Linked DNA regions of Dromaius novaehollandiae: region 1 is linked to region 2. The links are chromatin contacts, called in public Hi-C maps. All regions are on one chromosome and are shown on one strand. Each heading gives the region's core, a stretch centred on a gene start, on an enhancer-like site or on the middle of the called end of the contact. The rest is flanking DNA. Distances are from core to core; before and after follow the strand shown. Region 1 holds the start of CARMIL1 (capping protein regulator and myosin 1 linker 1). Region 2 holds the start of BLOC1S4 (biogenesis of lysosomal organelles complex 1 subunit 4).

Region 1 (6,588 bases), core at 2,426-4,925, 370 kb after region 2:
ACTAGCGCTGATGTAATTGCTAGATAAACACAGGAGCTCGGCTAGAAGAGCCAATCTGGTACCTTCCACAAGTTTCACTCCCCAAACCCCTCAGAAAAGGAAAGAGAAATCTTTTAAACACATGAATGTCCTTCCAGCACTACGACTGCAATCTCTAGAAGGCAAGCCTCCACCCAGCCCCACACTACATGCTTACACAGACTTAAGTTTAAGGACTAAAATTCAGGATAATAAGGTCTTCCTAAGGCTTTTATAGTAGTTCTGTGGCTTTTCTGCACAATTTTCATTTGGTAGTCAGAATAACTGACAATCAAATAACACATTGTTTATGAAGTCTAGCCCAGGCCAGGACTCTGCCTGGAGGGCAGAAGGGCGTGAAAGGCAAAAATACACCTAGTCAAAATGACTCTCCGCCAGAAAGAGCTGTTTCTGCAATATCTGAATGTTTTCCCCAGGAATTGTGATTTGCCAGTCAGAAAAGAAAAGCTCCTGGGTAGCAGTGGCTTGTCCAGGGAAGCTGCCCCAAGTTGCAGGCAGCCCTGCGGCAGGCTGCCAGAGCACCGGGCTCCCAGGGCAACTGCTTGGGAAGGAGCCAGGCACAGAGCTCCCCAAGCAGCCAGGTAAGCAAAGCAGAAGGGGAAAGTCCACCCCAATCCTCCTGATACGAACCGGGTTTTCAGACTTCCTCTCTTATAAATAATGCCTGTTTCTGGTATTTCTGTCCCTGTTGGGGAATTTAAAGGAATTTAAATTTTACCACACATTCTTTTTCATAAAGGAAAGCCCTATCTCATTGCAAAGAAAAATGTATTGTGCTGCTATCCCTGCTACTTAACCTCCACCCCCAGCCTTTGCCTTTTGGTTTCTCCTCTCTAACAAGCAGCTCAAGGTACTGCCTCTAGCAGGGGACTTTCTCCTGAAGCACCGGGAGTGCGGGAGACTGGCCCCCTGTCATCTCCACTGGCTCTCCCACAGGTCCCAAACAGCAGCAGTGAAAATGACTGCAGATTTTCAGCTTCACCACTGTTACTTCAAAAAGCAAAAGGGAGAGAAAAGGCCTGGGAGCTAAGACTCAGGGAGGCATCAGGATGTCAACTCGTTCTAAGGCTGTGTCTGCCAGAAAGGGCTAGAAATGTTTCTTCAAAAAGTTAAGATTTGAATTTCACAGATTTTTCCCAAGTAGCAGAGAAAAATTCCTTGATATTGTTGGCAAGAGGACTTTTGAAGTTGTTTTTCAAATTAAGGGATGGAAACACAAGTTAAGGCTCATATTTTCAAGTGCTCATTAATTTTTAATGCCTCAGACTAAGAGTGCCTACCTTCAGACACCAACAACTGAGAAGAGCAGATCCAGATTACTAGATTTTTCTTTTTTTTAATTATGACCTAAGCGACCTGACAAAGGTCACACAGGAAGTGAGTAACAGAACAAAAACTGCAGTTCAAACACTCCTATTCCTAGTCTAATCTCCGTGTCTAATCACCAAGTTTTATGGCACATCCTTTCATACTGTTCTCAGAACGCAGGGTTAGTCCAAAAAGTCTGCTTTAGAAGTTCACTTTTAAAATACTAACATGCTAATTATGCTAATACTAACTAACATGCAGACACCAAAATACTGCTATAAATCAAATCAATCCATGTGAACGGATCCACACGCCCCTGAAGAGCCCCGATGAAGCAAGGTGGGTCATAGCGCGATGCCAGAACTGGGGCTAATTCTTAAAACTGTCCAAAGCCATAGAGGATATAATACTCTAGGGTGCTCAGCTTTGCTCCTTCTCTTAATATGCACCACATCCCACCTATCACATATTAGCTCATCATGAACCTGCACCCATCATGCATTAGCATCTCAATACTTAAACATATCTAGCCATATTTAAAAGAGGTTTTGATTACACCTACTTCTGCCATAACGCTCAGCTTGTCACCTTTTAGTAGTCAATCTATAGGCTAAAGCTAGTAATTCCATGTTTTGTTCATTAACAGGACTGCAAAATAGAGCTATTTAGTTTATAAAGGAAAAAAGCCTGTGATGACAGCAACTTTTCATCTAGATTGTTACAAAGACTTTCTAAATGTTAAAACAAGTTCCCACCAATAGCATAGGCTGAAGAAATCCAAAGAAAAGCCACAGTGTACATGAACTAAGCCAGGTCTCTAAAACCCATGTTCAATGCAACATGTATGGTGTTGCCTGACAAATCTCTGCTTCAATCTGTCATTAATGCAATTCTCCAAGTAAATCACTGCAACGTAGATGAGATGCTGAGATCTTTCTTCAACAGGCAAAGCTGTAACTAAAACCAAAAGGAAGTTCGGCCTGAATGAGGGCTAGGCCTAAAGTATTAATGCCCTATCCCCAGGTGACACTGCTTACCAACGTACCATGTTAATTATCTATTTAATAAAAGCTCCCAAACAGTGACAATTCCAGGGTCCTCACCAGCAACTATGACCCCTTAAGTGTGTACTATAGGATATGGGGTTTTGCTTGCAGGCTACCACAAAACTTCAATGAAAATACCTTCTCAGATTTGCATGTGTGCACAGGGAAAAAAAGCCACAAACGAGTTTTAAAAACCCCAAGCCCAGAAAAACCCAGAGCTACAGCTCGGAGCAACAGCCTCCCTTGGCTCGCACAGGAGCTGCCGCCAGCGGGTGACAGCGTGCGTGCTGCCGTACCCAAGGGGCGCTGGAGGCCACAGGCGAGCCCGCGCACTTCCACCGGGCATCTTCCTGCCCTCGCCCGCCCGGCGAGGATCCCCCCATCCCCGGGGCACCGGGACCGCCGCAGCGCCCGGGGGCCGCAGCCCCGCTCGGGCCTCCCCGGCCCCGCAACGCTTCGCGCTGTTGCCCCCACTCCCCTCCCCAGCACGCAGCGCCGGGGACAACGGCCACCGCCAACCGCCCCCCGCGCGGCGGTCGTTAACCCCCTGCCCGCTCCCCGCCGCACGGCGGCCGCTAAACCGCCCCCCGCCCCGGCCGTTACCTATCAACTCTTTGGGGACGTCGGAGCTCTCCTCGGCCATGGTGGCGCTGCCTGGTGTCGGGGGGTGCCCGGCCGCGGGGCTGCTTCAGCGGCGCGCCGTCCCTGCGCGGCACGAGGCAAGCATGAAACCAGCGCGGTGGCGGAGGCGGCTGCGGGCGCGCGTGTGCCTGCGGACGGAGCGAGGGGGTCTCGGTCTCTGCCTCCCCGCCGCGCTACGTGCCTCCCGCGGCGGCGAGGAGGCGCATTTCCGAGGGGAGGAATCGCCCACAAGCAGCCGCAGCGGGCGGCCGGCAGCGCTGGCGGCGGCCCCCTGCGCCGGCTCCCACTTCCTCCCCCGCGGCGCAACCGCCGCCTGCCCCGGCGCGGCCCCCCCGGCACCGGCAGTGGCGGGAGGCAGCGGCGCGCTGCCCCCCCCAGCCGCGGCAGGGCTCGGCGCCCTTCCCGCAGCCCGCCCGGCCCGGCCTCCTCACCTCGCGAGAGCCGCCGGGAGCCCCGCACCCGCCCGGCGCCGCAGCACCCACCGAGCACCGGCAGAGGCGGCGGCGGCCGCGAGCATCGCCCTCAAGGAGCCATGTCGCTCGCGCCGCGCAGCGCCGCCTGCCCCCCGCCGCCGCCGAGAGGGAGGAGGGAGGAGGGCAGGGAAATTCAGGACGCCGAGAGCGGCCCCTCCTTCGCCCGAGCCCCCGGCGTTGCGGAGGGCCGGCGGCGGCGGGAGCCACCTGCCGGCGGCGCGGCGCCGTCTCCCCTCCCCGGCCGGGCTGGGGCCTCCCTGCCAGAGAAATGTGGTTTTGTGAAGCCGGGCGGATCTCGCGCGCCCCTGGGCCAGAGGGAGACGGGGTCGCTGTCCTGCGCCCCGGCGGCCCGGAGTGCGGCTCCTCTGCGGGCCTTGTGAGGGGCCCAGAGCCGCGGGCCGGCACTACCTGAGTGCAAGTGAGCAGCAACATAAGTAATTAACAGGCGTGAGAGCTGGACTGCCCAGGGGCGGTGATGGGGGGACACTAAAGACCATGCATATCCAGTGAGGAGCAGCTTTCTGCCTGGCTTTGCAGTCACATGTGGCTGGGGTGACAATGGGGGGACACTAAAGACCGTGCAGGTCGCATCTGGCTTGCAGGAAGTGCTTCACATGGATAATGGTCTCTCCACACCGCGGTCTGTTTTCGTTCATGCCAGCTGTTGTCTTACCCAACAGGAGTGCCAGCCGGAAGTGGCATTGCAACACTGCTCTAACCCCAGACCTTGCAGGCCAGGTGCAGATATTTCCAGCTCGTGCTTATCGGCCGTGAGCTCCTGCCGGCTGACTCCGCATGGATGACCTCCATGAAGTCAGCAGTGCCCAGTACATGCAGAGGGAAGCAGCCCCTGCAGCACCTCCTTGGACAAGGCCTCTTCCAAGCAACATGGGCCTTTCTGAAGAGATGCTCTTCCTTTTACAGATGCACCTTCTGGCTTTGCACCATAGGAATTCTCCTTTTTTGTTCATTTCTTTGAAGGAGATTTATATTGTAAAGGGAGTAGTTGTAATCTTGAAGACAGTCCTTGTTGCCAGCTGCCTGGGAAAGAGACTGCCACAACTGGTTCTCTTCAAGCCCTGGAACAGGATAACCTTTGATCCAGAAATCTCTCTCCTTCACTCCCCCACCTTATCTCCATAATCAATTGCTTTACCGCCATCAATTGCTTTAGCACCTGTTCTCAGATAATGCCTCTATTATAGATTGTTTAGCAAACTCATTGTGAAGGGAAAAGCAAGTTTCTGAGCTTATACCAGATTGAAAGGGACTAAATATGCCTCCTTTCCCAAAGAAAAATCCACAAATTACAGCATTTTGCATATTGCAAATTGCAATTGCTATTGCACTTTGCTATTGAGAATTTGTTTATGCGTAACAACCACATTATAAAAAACACAGCACTTGAGCTGACTAATTGCACCTATAATCATATATATGTAAAAAAAAAGCACAAAAGGACTTTTATGGGATGAGAGTGAAGGAAGGAGCTAGACAGCTCTGGAAATACAGTAACGTTAGATGCTTGCTTCTAGTAGCAGTGCGTAGTTTCAATGAAAGGTTCATTTTCACTGCAGCAGGATTGTGATTGGCCATCTTACATCCTAAAGGGGTGGATAACTGCACAAACCTCATATTTTGAGCACTCTAGAAATGAGTGACAGATCTGGAAGGTCAAAGTTATTTATATCTAATTAGGAAACCTAAATGCATTCAGTAAGAACAGCAGCATAATTCCAAAGAGGAAGAGTTATTTTGCTGGTAAAATACTATACTGTTGCACCCTATTTCTCACGAAGTACTGCATACCCTGGTCTTCAAAAGAAACATGACCAGCAGTTTGAAATTGTCATGACTTGTCAAACAATTTTTTGACTCTCCACAGCACCAATCAGCTCTCTAAATAATTCTGGAGGTTATCTTACCAGTACAAATATGATTATTGCAGAAATGGCTACAATTAGTGAAACAGCAAACTGGAAAGACAGCTATGAGCAGCAAATAAGGACATTCCTTAAAGAAACTAAACAAAGTCAGTGTAGTTTATATTAGGAAAAGAATATGGTGTGCTGTTAACACTGCAAAAGTTTTGCTGGTTTTGTAAGGAGGTGTTATTTTCATCATTTCTTTTTGATCCTTAGCCTCCACTAGCCAGTTCAGCAAGGATGCAATTGTTATAGACATCTTCATCCGTGGCAAGGCCATTTTAAGAATTTGTGCCCCCTGTGGGAAGTCATCCTCACCACCTCTCAAGGTTGTTTACTACTTTCCCTGTTGTGCCAAAGTGAGAAATTGTGTGAGGAGGTTGTAACCTGGATCAGTGAAAGGTTTCGGAAAGGGGATTTGTGTTAGTTAGTCATTTCAGTGATTCAATTTTAATCATCTTTTCCCCCCGGATATGGGCACGTTGGCACAGCTGAGGAGAAGAGAGGTAACAAAGTTAACCTAGGGTAACTGAGGCAGACTGCCTGCAAATGAGTGGCTGGGGGGTGAAAAGGGTAGGAGCCTTGTGGCTGAATGAAAGGCTGTAGCACTACACACTGAGAGGAAATAGGCTGAGTTTCCTATCTGATCGTAATGTCATTCCCATAACTCTAAGGTGCAACTCTCGTCCTGACCTGTTCCTAAACGGTCATTGCCATGTCTGTCAGTAGGGCTTCCTTATCTCACATTACCTACATTGGTGAAGATGATCACAACTTGAAGGGTGAACTAGCCAGGATCACAGTACAGTAGTAGTGTAGCATAGCATATTGCATATTCAGCAGGCCTACTGAATGGGAAAGAGGTTAAATTTTCTTCTACCAGAGCAAAAGATTTATGAAGTCATATTAAAACTCATTCAAAGAATAATCAATTCGCCTGCCACAGAACAGAGATCTGTGTGGATATTTTTTCTCTGAAGATTGCTCAAATTATTGTCGTTTCTGGCAGGGCAAAAAATGCTGATGAAAGTAGTGGGCTGGATCACGTGCAAGTTAGATTGCTGCAGGAAGTGTAGCAGCATCCACAGCTTATGCATACTGACAGTAACAGAGCAGAAGGAAACTAGGAATTTCAGAAGATATTGTTCAGGGAGA
Region 2 (7,079 bases), core at 2,527-5,026:
AATTTCCATAATTTCCATACTTCAGAATGACTGTAAGAAAACAACTTTTATTACATAGTGTTAAATTGAGAACTGCCACTTGTTTCTGAATAAAAGCACATTCACAAGCCTCAGAGACAGTTTGTAGAGTCACTCCCCCCAGATGACCTTTTTACTTGAAAGCTAAGCTGTGTGCTAATGACTAAATGAAACTGTGCTTGAGTATATAGGTATCTGTCTGCATTTCTTATTGTACCAATAAGTGTAACAGCAATCAGTAACATTCTCCTTTGTCTGAGGGGTAGATAACTTCATTTTAGACAATTCTGCTAAACTTACACTTGTTCTATAGCTTTTCTAGCTTTTCTGGAATTGAGGATTATTTTTAATTTTTGTATTAAAAATCAAGTACAGATTCCATCTTCTGGACCTACTTTCTGAATTCAAGTTTCTTATGATCTAGAAACTGGCCTCCTCAATTTCCTGCCACTGTTAGCAGGCCCTTTTATCAATAGCATGACAAGGATTTTAACACTGCTGCTTCTGTTATATAGCAGCAAAATTTATGCTTCCATTTCACCTCATTTTGGCTAGTTTATCTTGTTAATTTTCCTCTTCCACTTGCATGCAAAATAGGAAAGTTTCTTGTATTTTTTGCTTCAGACTTAGGAATTTAGCATCTTAGCCCTTAACATTCTTTGTTCTTATCTCACTGCTTTGGATTATCAAGTTATGATGACAGTCAGTGTAATTTAAACTTTTAACTGCCTAGCCTTCTACTAAAAATGGAATCAAGGATCTGAAGTCACTTACAGTTCTGAAGTTTTATCAATATCCTTCTCATTCCACTAGTCTCAGAACAGCTTTGAAGACAGTAACTTTGAAAGATGCTACCAAAAAAGCACTACTATTACTTTCAGTAAATAAAAGGATTGTTGCCTTAATTCAAGCAGCAAGTGGAAAACCAAAAATGCCTCCAGAAATTATTAATACTTTTTGTGTTCTCCACATTTACTGACCCTGAAGTACTGAAGCTGGATCGGACATTGAGAGCAAAAGAGATCTGAAGCTCCAAAGAGGACCCCCCTCTATACATACACATTACAGCATATCATTGATTTTTCCTCCCTATTGAAAATGGGAACACACCTAAAATGTCAAATACATACCTCTAGTTTGTCAATCTTCCTGTATATGTGTCTCATTTCTGTAGCTTTTGTGTAAATTTGAGGTATACTTTCATTGACAACTTGAGAGGAATCACTTCGAATCTAAAGATGATTCAAACAAATGATGCAAAATTGACTGAAGTCGGATTGAAAACAAATAATGAGAACTACAACAAAACATAACATACAATAAGACTAGAACTTTGTTTTTAAAGATAGGTGCATTATGCTAGGCAGAGAAATAGGAATGCAGTTACATTTTACCAATGCTGATGATATCCACATTTCAGAGATTAAAAACCTAAGAAGCCAACCAAGGGGGCAGTGAATCAGCAGTAAAGTCAGGTTGGGATCAAAAATAAGAAGTCCCTCTCAAATTCTAGCAACATCAAACAGAACTTCATTCTTCAACTGCCTTTCAAGAATCAGGCACTTTGCACCCAATCTGACATTATCCTTTCAATCAGATATGTATTGTTAAAGATGGTCCAGAAAACATTTTTCTCTCAGTAGCATGCTTTCTTCTGTCTCTTCCCTGACTTGTTTTATTTCTGCTGTAAGCAGCAGTAGTGGATATAGGTATACCAAATCCTCCATAGAACAAAACTGTAAATATGCATATTTCTTCCCAGACAACAGAGGATCTTACTGAAGGTTTCTCTTCTTTTGGCTCAACCAGAAAATACCTGGTCCATTTCTCACTTTGCTCAATATCAAAGATGTTTTAAGATCTGTTGCAATTAGTAAAAATATCTCACACATGGCAGAGAAAATGAAAATGCTGAACAAGTAACAATTTAAATCACAAATACATGCTATACATCCTGATGCATTTCTCTCTAGATTATACTTCCTATGTGCTACTTTCTCAGTATTTATTTTTGATATGACTTGGGTATAATTTGGTGCTTTATTTTTTCTTAATTACTCTTAAAGCAATAAGACATTATTTTGCAACAGCAAAAATAAAACTGTTTTAATGCCACTGTTAAAGTGCTGGATAGACATAAACCTGCTACAATTTATTACCTGATATTAACTCTTTTGATTAGAGACAGGGTCTTATGCTTCCTGGAATTAAACTGATGAATAAAACAACATCATAAGTACCCAGATTACATTCTGGAAACTACAACTGTGCTCCAATTAAATAAAGCACTAGATTAAAAATAAGCTACCTTCCTTATATAGTTTACTAAGTACCTTTGCTTGAGGTAATAGGTGATATTTGACACAAGCAAATAAAATATTTTTCTTTATAATTATATCAAAAACACACTGCTAACCTTACTAGAACTAAGCAATTGAATATTTCCCAAGGCATACTGAAGAATCAAATGTATTAAACTGAAGTCTTGACATATGTTTTGCTATCTGAACATTTCCTCAGCTTCACTAAAAAAAGCCAGGCAACAAAACCACTGTCTCATCAATAGAAAAATTAGAGTGAAATTACCCTTAGATTAGGGCAGGAGAACCGCATGTACCGAGATTTAAAAGATAGCCCGTATACCAAAGTCAGCCTTTAGGATCTTTCCATCCAGTTTTCTGATTTTTTTTCTTATGAGACAGTGAAAACAGAGCTGTTTTCCCAATGAAAGGTAAGAAAAGGTCCCCTAAGACCAAACCTAGTTTTGAAGGTTTGGCAACTCTGGTTACATGTTTAGATTGTAAACACGTGTACAGATATCCCATGCAGTCTTTAAAAGGAAAGGCACAACATCATATCATCCTTTTAAACATTTGTTTCTGCACTGCTCAAAATGAGATTCCATGCATGTATGCACATACACAAATATACAAATGTAATTATACAGCCACATGAGCATATCATTTTGCTCCTACGTAGGTGTTCAGCAGTTTTCATCCATGAGTTATATATTTATCAAATGTTTTCATACTAGTATCTATCTGCCTATATATACTAAAGGCTATCTTACATCTTGGTCCCATTTTCAGACACAAGCACATATTAAAACTGTATTCTGACTAAAAAAAGAAAGTTACATGCAAGTTATACATACCATGTCTAACATTCCCACAAATTCATCTACTCTGGTCAGCAAGTCTTCCAGACTCTTCTCTAAGCTTTCTATCTGCAAAACACATTTAAATATTTTGAGAGAAGACTTAAAAGAACAAAAAACAAGGCAAAACCACACAAAACCTTTAAGTACAGACAGCAGCCAAACTAAAACACGGCTTAATAGCAATTCCATTGCTTTGCCATTTCTTAGCGACTTTAAAGGCGAGTGACTGGGTATACCGGCTGACCTGTTCCTGCAAAAAGCGCACCGAAGGGAATAACACCGCTGCTCCGGGGCCGGGGGAGCCCAGCGGGCCCGGCCGCCGCCGCTCACCTGCGTGCAGAAGGCGGCCCGGTCCGGCAGCAGGTAGGCGGAATAGGCGGCGGCGGTGGCGCTGAGCGACGCCTCCGAGGCGTCCCCTTCCTCGCCCTCCTGCTCCCCAAGCCCCGAGGCGTTGCTGTGGCTCTGCGAGACGTTGCCGCTGTCGCCGCCGGCGCAGGAGCCCGCCGCCGCCGCCATGCCGCTGCGCGCAGGCCGCCGACGGTTACCAGCGCCCATCGGGCGGCTCCGCGGTCACGCGGGCGGCGGGGGGCGGGTCCCCGCTGGGGCTCGCGCGGAGGCCCCGCGCCGGCGCATGCGCCTTCCGGGCGCTCGCCGTGGCGGGTGGGGCCCTGCCCGTAACGGTCGGCGGCGCTTAGTCAGGGCGGCGCGCGAGGTGCTGCCGCGGGGCTCCGGGGAAGCCGTTAAACCGGGAGAAGGAGCCGGCCGCCCACCCTCAGACGGACAGCCTGGGGCGGGCCCCCGTGCTCCTGCGCCCTCGGCGCCTGCTGTGCCTCACGCGGTAAGCGCCGTCCCCGAAGCGGGGGTAAAGGTACGCGCTTTCTAGCATAGTCCTTCGCCATAGCACTCTGGTGCGCTTGCCTTGCGTTTACCTACTTTGGCCCTAGCACCACTTGGTACACCCTCATGCATCTTTCTCCATCTTACATACTTTGTCTTATTCATACTTTTCCTCATTCCCATTTTCTACTACGTCCTTCCCTGCGCCCCGCCGTTGATAGATCAATGTCAGGCTGAATTCAAGGTGAAGGAGAGTGACAGCCAAACAGCCTTCCCCAAACGGATGGCAGCAGTTAAATCAAACCTTGGGTCCTTAATGTGTACAGTACTCCTCAAATGCCTTCGGTCCTCTTGTGTACAGTACTCAGAGCTAGAAAGCTTTTCTGCAATTAAGCTTTGACAAAATACAAGTCAATGCCTATGATTTAGGTGGCAATACATTAAAAAGTTTGTTTTAAAATTATTTTCTGAGGTGCTTTACAATGAGGTAGTATCCTCAGGTTTTACTGTCCATGATGGTTTCTGAACAAAGTGTTCAGAAACAAAGTGTTACCTTCAAGATAAGTCAATATGATTCACCAAGGGTAAAAGAGATCTGGCTCCTTCCATAAACTTGCTTATAGAAGTTTCTAGGACTAATTTGCCTCTGTTCTTTCAGTCACCCATTTTTAAAGGTTTATTAGTTAAACAGTTTAATCTTATGCTTGAAGGTTCCTTGATGCATTTCAGTCTAAACCTTGTCATTCTTGTTTCTACCTGCTTTTTCCAGTTATAGCAGTTTTAGTAGGGGAACAGGTAGAGGGGGCTTTTGTTTGGTAACAGTCTGAACTGGGAGAGGAGTATATCTCAAAAAGAGAACTAGCATATGAGAGACCTAAATTTTCCTTATTTAAAGAGCTGGACTGAGCATATGCAAAACAGAAGCATTTTCTTCTAGGTGGTAGAAATGAGCACAAAATATTTGCAAGCCTTAGCACTTACACTTCAAATTGTTAGCTCCAAAACTGGTCTTGTCAGTACTCTGTCATTCAAGTTGTAATTGAAATCGTGGGTAAAATACTTTCACTCTTCCTACTCAGATCTCATGTGTGAAATTCACCCTAGGAAGTGTAAGTTGTATTAACTGTAAAAGTTTAGATATTTTGTAACAGCATCAGCAGAGATAGATCAACACTTTATTTGGATAGTCTTTCTCAGTCTTTCCCTGGGAGGGGTCTGCAGCCTGGCAGCACACAGTGAGACAGAGATTTCTTAAGCAGTATCTGAGAAGACACCATGTGGCTTGAAAAAAGTCTTATGACAAGCACAGCAAAACACTTGCTGCCCACGGAAATCAGTGCAACAGGGAAGTAGTATATGGAAAGCAGCTTAATATAGGAAACAGAAGAATCAATGTCTGTACTGGTACAGAGAAAGTCATTACTAAAATGGTTAAGCATCTGAAGAGCTGTCAGAAAGAAGCCTTCTGTTTCAATAAGTAAATGAAATACTTTACAGAAGGAATGTAGAGAATGGAGGGAAAGGAAGCAGAAGTAGTGTAGAAATAAGATTTGTTCAGGCTTCATTGCAGACAGGTCACATTTTCACCAGTTAAATAAGTGAGTTTGGCTGAAGTTACCTTATAAAAGTAGTCTTTTAAGGTGTAAAAAATTCTCATTATGACATGGTCTGATTGACTGAAGCATATCCAGCTATTCCCCTTTTACTGCACCAGTAAGATTTAAAAAAAATGAAAACCTTTGGAAGAGTACAGTTTTAAGACTAATGGGATCAATATGCTATTCTTACTGTGCTGAACAAAATAAGTACAGCTCTAACTGGTGTGAGACCTAGAAGAGGTTTAATTAGAGTAAGTGAAAGAATTTTAAAAATTTAAAGCAAATCTAAGAATGCCCTAAGTTCAATGTCCCAAAGCAGATGAACAGATGTTCCACAGGTATTCTAAATCAACAGTAATCAATAAATCCACACATCCTTTGCCCAATCATTACAAATTCCAAACTGGAACATAACTTTTTCAAACCAAGACTCTCGAATTTTCATATCCACGCAATACTCAAGAAATGTCTATTCCACCATATAAAAAAGGCTTTAATGCACTACAAAGTTAAAAAACAAAAAGAAAATGACAAACAAGCTAAAAGTAGAAAAATACATTGTAAAACATTTATATTTTGTTCCTTACACTGATCAAGATATAACAATATTTTAGATTAGACCACTTTAATAAATTCATGGCATTTTCAGAAGTGAACAGTTACTGACTCAATAATCACTGGTTAGCCACTAACCAGCATCCAATGAAGACTTCTGGTAATTCCAAACATCCAGTATATTTTAAATTTCTAGAAATTCTGTGTAGATATTAAGCTTTATGATTACTGGAAGAATCCAAAATAATAGAACTATTTTAAGTTAGGTTTGACAGTCAGTCAGTATCCCTCATATGTATTACAGTAAGCCAATCTTTTGTAAGGAAAGACTTTGCGGATTCAGGTTGCCCCAAACATACAGCAAGAATCTGTTTCAGCTCCAAGGTGTGGGACACAGTCCTAGCACCCACTAGGCTTTTGCTGCTGCCTTGCATGTATCCTTAAAATTTACATGAAACATGATACCCAAAGGAAAAAAAAAAAAGAGAGAGAGATGATGAAAAAAGCCAGCAATTTGAAAAAGAGGTATTATCTAATAAATATCGAAAAAGAAAAAGAATGCACGTTCACACTTAATGGTGCTGAACCTATTTTTAAACCTTCCTTGTAATCTACTTTTCTTTTCCCATACAGTACAAGTTTGTGTTGCAGGCAGTACTGCCTCTGACCAGCAGGTGGTGCTGATCTCAAAGCAATAATAGCATCAACGTACTCCACTCTCCCCTCCTCAGGCTTTAAAAAAATATATATTTCATTTTGTCGGTTTCATTTGGAAAATGTATTTGCAGCATCTCCCTAGCATTGTTCCACCAGAGTAGGAAACTGCTGCTTTTATGGAGCTTGTCTGGATTAGACATAACATGGTAAATATGGTGTAAACAAGTTAGTGGAAGGTCTGTATGTAATGGTAG

The links. A called contact is a pair of places that touch in the nucleus more often than the background predicts.
Region 1: a contact with region 2 is called in a Hi-C map of brain, with 5 times the contacts expected there. The contact joins the promoter of CARMIL1 here to the promoter of BLOC1S4 in region 2. A contact is called at or near these places in 2 of 4 Hi-C or Micro-C datasets (brain and ovary).

What each region holds. Positions count from the first base shown.
Region 1 is chr2:94,684,801-94,691,388 of bDroNov1.hap1, forward strand. It overlaps CARMIL1 (capping protein regulator and myosin 1 linker 1), which reads right to left and starts at 3,676. Exons shown (of 39, transcript XM_064506940.1): 1 at 3,467-3,676; 2 at 2,997-3,163. The coding sequence starts at 3,036.
Region 2 is chr2:94,315,643-94,322,721 of bDroNov1.hap1, forward strand. BLOC1S4 (biogenesis of lysosomal organelles complex 1 subunit 4) reads right to left here and starts at 3,777. Exons shown (of 5, transcript XM_064506935.1): 1 at 3,509-3,777; 2 at 3,173-3,244; 3 at 1,149-1,250. The coding sequence starts at 3,733. It overlaps LOC112992537 (a long non-coding RNA gene), which reads left to right and starts at 3,764. Exons shown (of 3, transcript XR_003261552.2): 1 at 3,764-4,046. It overlaps PARD6G (par-6 family cell polarity regulator gamma), which reads right to left. Exons shown (of 3, transcript XM_026115692.2): 3 at 6,086-7,079.